Regions from separate parts of the Sus scrofa genome. Here region 1 is linked to region 2. A link is a contact called in public promoter capture Hi-C data. All regions are on one chromosome and are shown on one strand. Each heading gives the region's core, a stretch centred on a gene start, on an enhancer-like site or on the middle of the called end of the contact. The rest is flanking DNA. Distances are from core to core; before and after follow the strand shown. Region 1 holds the start of DLX2 (homeobox protein DLX-2). Region 2 holds the start of HAT1 (histone acetyltransferase type B catalytic subunit).

Region 1 (2,700 bases), core at 14-2,513, 180 kb before region 2:
AATTTTGTGGCTTTTAATTACTATTTTGTTCTTTTGGGGTGTTTCAAAGACTGGCGCCTAGGCGTGATTAAACCGTCTACTGGTCCCGCCGCAACCACAAACACCTCCACCAGGTGGCGCCACAAGGCAGGAACTGCGGAGTTCAGTAAAGTCGAGAGTTCTTCCACTCTGGGCCATGATTCCCAATCACCAGGTAATAGAGATAGAGAGGAGGTCGACACTTGAGACTTAAAAGAGGAAATTGCGATGATAGGGCAAAACATGGTCCTAAAGTGAAAAAATTGTAAAAACAGGGTTAAGTGCGAGAGATAAAACTTTTCTATTTGTTTCTGTAAACGTACCAAGTTTTGTAGCATCGAGATGACTCTCTCACTGAAAAATTATCCCATTTCCTTTTTCGTAAAAACGTGGAATTATAAAGTTAGAATGTACTTTGAAGGCCATCTGGTCAGTTTAGTCTAGCTTTCCTATAGAGGAAATCCTCAGGATCGTTTTATCAGTTGTCAATTAGCCACCAGATACACGTAATTACTCTGAGTCTCTGCATGTCAGAAAAGTACAAGGGAAAACGGTTTCAAATATATCATTAGCAATAACCTTAATAATAAGAGCAACCTTTGAATTTATATAGCTTTTCTCTCAAACGACAAGGAAAATAGTTTAAATAGTATCGAATTAATTGTCCTAATATCTCTGTGGGTCGGTTAGGAAGCAGGTATTATCCGTAGTTTATGGATAATTTAAATCAAATCAATTGGCTGGAGTGCAGAGTGGCTGAAAATAGTAAACACCAGACCCTTTGAGGAAAAGCGGAGCTAGAGCTGGCTGGGCTTTCGACACTGCTTTCCTTTAATTAATGTTGGAAAGCTGACCTCGGACATGAAGGTACGAATCACTGGAATTGGTTGGCACTTGTACGCAGAATGGAATGGGAGACCCCAATTTCCTCTTCCTCTGAGGCGAAATGCCGGTCTCCATCTTCACGCCTTATGACCTCCTGAAGCTGGCCACCCTGACTCCCCACCGCCCCCACTCCACTCCTCGCCCAGTAAGTCATATTCAGCAGCCGCCAGTCTGCACCCAAGACCAAGGCAGCAGCAGCGCCCGCACAGTGACACTGCCCCCCCCCCGTCGGGTGTTCCTGGGCGCCCTTAGATTCGCGGCCCGGCGCTTTCGATTGGCTGTTGCTAGGTGACGTCGCCTGAGCTCACGTGACGAGTGTTAAATGCCCACCCTGCAGGAGCCCGCCCCGCAGACAATCGTAAAGCAGCTCCCGGCAGCTCACCTGCTCCCACCTCCCGGAGCCCTGGCCAGGCCCCGCCACCCCTGCCCCCTCCACTGCCCGCCCCCTGCCCGAGCCCGCGCGGGGCAAAGGACCGAGCGGCCCGAGAGGCGGAGAGAGGATGCGGCCCGCGGCAGCTGTCCAGAGCAGTGCACGGTGATCGCCTCCCCCGGAGGAGGAGTTGCCTAGACCATTGCTACATTTCTTGTTTTCCTCCCCCCTCCCCCACTGTAATTACATTGGCTGCTGGAGGGGACTGCGAGAGACGGAGGAGGCGCCTCACTACCCCCCTCGCGCCCGCCACCCCGGCTCTTTCCCGTCCCGGGCCAGGATGACTGGAGTCTTTGACAGTCTGGTGGCTGATATGCACTCGACCCAGATCACGGCCTCCAGCACGTACCACCAGCACCAGCAGCCCCCGAGCGGCGGCGGCGCTGGCCCCGGCGGCAGCAACGGCAGCAGCCTCCACAAGCCCCAGGAGTCGCCCACCCTCCCGGTGTCCACAGCTACCGACAGCAGCTATTACACCAACCAGCAACACCCAGCGGGCGGCGGAGGCGGCGGTGGGGGCTCACCCTACGCGCACATGGGTTCCTACCAGTACCACGCCAGCGGCCTCAACAACGTCCCTTATTCAGCCAAGAGTGGCTACGACCTGGGCTACACCGCCGCCTACACCTCCTACGCGCCCTACGGGACCAGTTCGTCCCCGGCCAACAACGAACCTGGTATGCGTGGTTGACATCTAGGGTGCAAAGTCGGTCTGGTTACTGGGATGGGTGGGATAAAAATGATTGGGGCAGGGGTCCATCCGGAGCCCTCGCCTTTCACTCTGCCGGCTCCCCGCTCGCCCCTCGCCCTTTACCTCCTCAACTTCCAGTCGGCCGAGGATCACTGGGTATGTCCCTCGGTACTCAGTTTGTGGGACCAGGTCGCCTCGGCGGCCGAATGGGTGCACTGTGCATGCCTCGGTAACCTCATTTCCTTACCACCTGCTGCTCTTTTCTCCCGCTTTTGCTCCCGTCCTCCCTTCCCTGGAGGAGCTAGCTCCCTGGTTTGGTGGCGGCATGGGTCCGCCCATGGCGAAGTTGTGCCTGAGCGCCGCAGAGCGTCCCCAAGAACCCGCCTCCCAGCTTAGGCCAGGTTCCACGCTCCCCTCCTGGCGGGCGGGAACTCCTGGGCTCCCCTGATCGCGCGGTTCTCATGATTCCGCTTCACTGCAGAGAAAGAGGACCTCGAGCCTGAAATCCGGATAGTAAACGGGAAGCCAAAGAAAGTCCGGAAACCTCGAACCATCTACTCCAGTTTCCAGCTGGCAGCTCTTCAGCGGCGTTTCCAAAAGACTCAATACCTGGCACTGCCCGAGCGAGCCGAGCTGGCGGCGTCTCTGGGCCTCACCCAGACTCAGGTGAGGGCTC
Region 2 (2,846 bases), core at 214-2,713:
CATCAAGAGAAACTTTCAAGCAACAATGACAGTAAATCACCTGAATGATCACAAAAATTAGGGAAAATTCAGGAAAAAAAGGTGATGAGCAGAAATAAAAAAATGGGGTACAATGACACACCATAAACCTCAGTAATTGAATAAAAGCACATACCCAGAACATGGGCAACACCTGAAGCAAAATAGATAAACGGTTTGGAGTCAATTGTTTGATTCAAACCAGGCTCCACCATTTACTTACTAGATCTGTGAACTACAACACATTAGTTTTCTTCTCCGACCCCAGTCATAAATATTAGTTTAATCCTCATAATTCTATAAGACAAGTAGCTACTATATCAGCCCCATTTCATACTCAAAAGCTCAGGCTTTTAGAAAGAGATCCGGTTGCTTAAAGGGCACCCAATTACCAAATGGCGGGGCTGAGATTCAAATTTAGGCATAATTCTTATAATAGGTATACCCTGTGCAATACACATCCCCCCAACTCTGTTACTGCACCAGTATATCCCCAAATCCTACAGTCTCTATCTGGTAGAAGAGCCCTTCCTTAAACTTCTGCAGAGCTCATCATGCCTGTCAATCCAGCACATCCATGAAAGTGTACTGAGACTACTATGAAGGCACGGGGTAAAAACTAACTTGAAAAGATATGTAACTGGGGGGAAAAAGCAAATACATCAAAACAGTCTTAATACACGTAAAAAATAACGGAATTATTAATTTATAGAATAAACACAAGAGAATCATAACAGGCGCACCCTAAAAGAGAAGTTTAGATGAAGGAAGAATGCGAGAATCACCTTTCTCAAAGGAAATCTAAATAGATCCTAGGAATACTAAGGTGTGAGAGATTAAGGAGACCATAACGAGACAATCAAGATTCAAATGAGAGCCTCAAGTCAGGGCAAGGCAGCAATGCAGTAGCACAGAAGCTGACTGTAGCGGAAGGTGGAGGGAGAACTGGAAAAAGAGGGTCTGAGCATTAAAGTCAGCTGGCGGGAACAGAACCAGACCAGTAGCAGAGGCAGCAATGGGCAAGGGGAACAAGAAGAAAAACAGGCCTCCAGGCATCTGGCACCTTACAAGCTCAATCGCGACGCTTCCTCCAGGCCTTTTTGGCCCCCGCAGGCGCCGAATTCCCCCCAGAAGGCGCAAAACCCAGAGCCGTTGGGGGCGGGGGCACGAACCTCGGAGACAAGGAGCTAGGCTAAGAGTTCCGCGCTTCAAGGCTAAAACAGGCCTTCTAGAACCCAGGCTAGAGCCCGAAAGTTCCAGGCGGGCACTGTCACCACCGTCTCGGCGTTCTTTCCCAAACCTGCCCTCCCCCTCCCCTTGGTAAACTTTTCCCGGGAACTTACCCGCCATTTCCGAGCTGCGAGCACCCGCGGCCGAGGTAGGACGAATCAACCCGCGCGCTCCCTGGCCGGAAGTGAGCGCACTTACTGACGCATTTCCCCCGCCCACCCTTGGCAGGTCGCTGGCCAATGAGAGGAGGACGTTTGAGGCGCGGCAGGGCGGAAGCCCCTCGAGAGGCGGGGCTAACGCCGCCGGGGAGGCTCCGACGGTTGCCTAGCCACCGCGAGCTCCACCAGCCCATTTGCAGGCCTGAATTGGGGGCGGGGGCTGCAAAGGGACGTTCTCTGCTGAGGCGCTCGCGGCTCGAGGAGTTTCTTTGGTGTTGATTTGAGTAATATACATACCTTATGGCTGTTTTCTGTTCCTCCCTAATGATGTTTTGGAGACTGGTAGAAAAACTTTCCCTTTGGCCTGGACAGTAGATCACAGCACCTGAGCCCTAGTTTTACAGGTAAAATATAGGGATTGAGTTTTACTTGTGGGAGAAATTTTCAGTTGTTTTGTGTATTCCTGTTTTTGCCAGAAATACTTATTTAACATCGTTTTTCTTTTCTCTCATGTTCTTTTAACAGTATGTACACAGGGTGATATTTAGGTACTTGTCTTTCACTTTTTAAGATTATTAGGCAACAGTTTAGTGCACCGAAATTGCTACCTAATAATATCTCAGGTTACCTGTTCTGGTTCTCCATGTTTCGAGTCCTCGTGGCCTAAACCACATCACAGGATGCTGCCTGATTTGGACCATACGATTCGTTAGTATTTAGTAACTGCTGAAAATATTTGACCCAGGGAATAAAACACTGTTTAGGTATCCAAAAATACTCCCACAATGTTGTCTGTGTACAAAATGCCTTGTCTCAAGAATATTGGTTAATAGGTTTTATAATGATATACTATAACTAAAGTGGACCCTTGGGATGATAATCTAGAACTAATGCACTCCCTCATTTTAATGATGAGGAAACTAAAGCCCAGAAAAGAGAAACTACCCAAATTCACACTCAATATACAGCTTGCACCAGAGCCCAGCTCTCAGGATGCTCAGCTCAGCATTTGACTACATGGAGCCAGCCCTCCTGAAGATAAAGATCAGAAAAGATACTGAGAATGCACAGATCCTTTTCCTTTAAACCTTAATGTTAAGAAAACTGAAATCAGTGTCGCTAATGACATTATGGATCAAAAAGGAGAACAATTTTTTATATAAACACATTTCAAAAATGGCAAGCTTCATTTTTTCCAAAACTTATTTGTAGATAAGTCAATAGCTGACAAGCATTTATGATCCTTAAAATAAGAAATCAAGAGGTGAGCTCTCATTATGAAAGGAACCCGATGAGGATCCATGAGGACTCAGGATTGATCTCTGGCCTCCCTCAGTGGGCCAAGGATCCGGCATTGCCCTGAGCTGTGGTGTAGGTGGCAGATGTGGCTCCACTCCCATGTTGCTGTGGCTTGGTCTGGCAGCTGTAGCTCCAATGTGA

The links. Promoter capture Hi-C pulls out the DNA fragments that hold promoters and counts their contacts.
Region 1: a promoter capture Hi-C map of liver shows a contact between it and region 2, with 2.8 times the contacts expected there. The contact joins the promoter of DLX2 here to the promoter of HAT1 in region 2. A contact is called at or near these places in 1 of 5 promoter capture datasets (liver), 2 of 47 Hi-C or Micro-C datasets (embryonic fibroblasts and heart right ventricle) and 1 of 2 datasets of contacts at active chromatin or transcription factors (alveolar macrophages).

The regions. Positions count from the first base shown.
Region 1 is chr15:78,202,827-78,205,526 of Sscrofa11.1, reverse strand. DLX2 (homeobox protein DLX-2) reads left to right here and starts at 1,263. Exons shown (of 3, transcript XM_003133477.4): 1 at 1,263-2,010; 2 at 2,506-2,690. The coding sequence starts at 1,614.
Region 2 is chr15:78,020,764-78,023,609 of Sscrofa11.1, reverse strand. It overlaps HAT1 (histone acetyltransferase type B catalytic subunit), which reads right to left and starts at 1,463. Exons shown (of 12, transcript XM_003483674.4): 1 at 1,362-1,463. The coding sequence starts at 1,368. SLC25A12 (calcium-binding mitochondrial carrier protein Aralar1) reads left to right here and starts at 1,680. Exons shown (of 18, transcript XM_021075518.1): 1 at 1,680-1,810.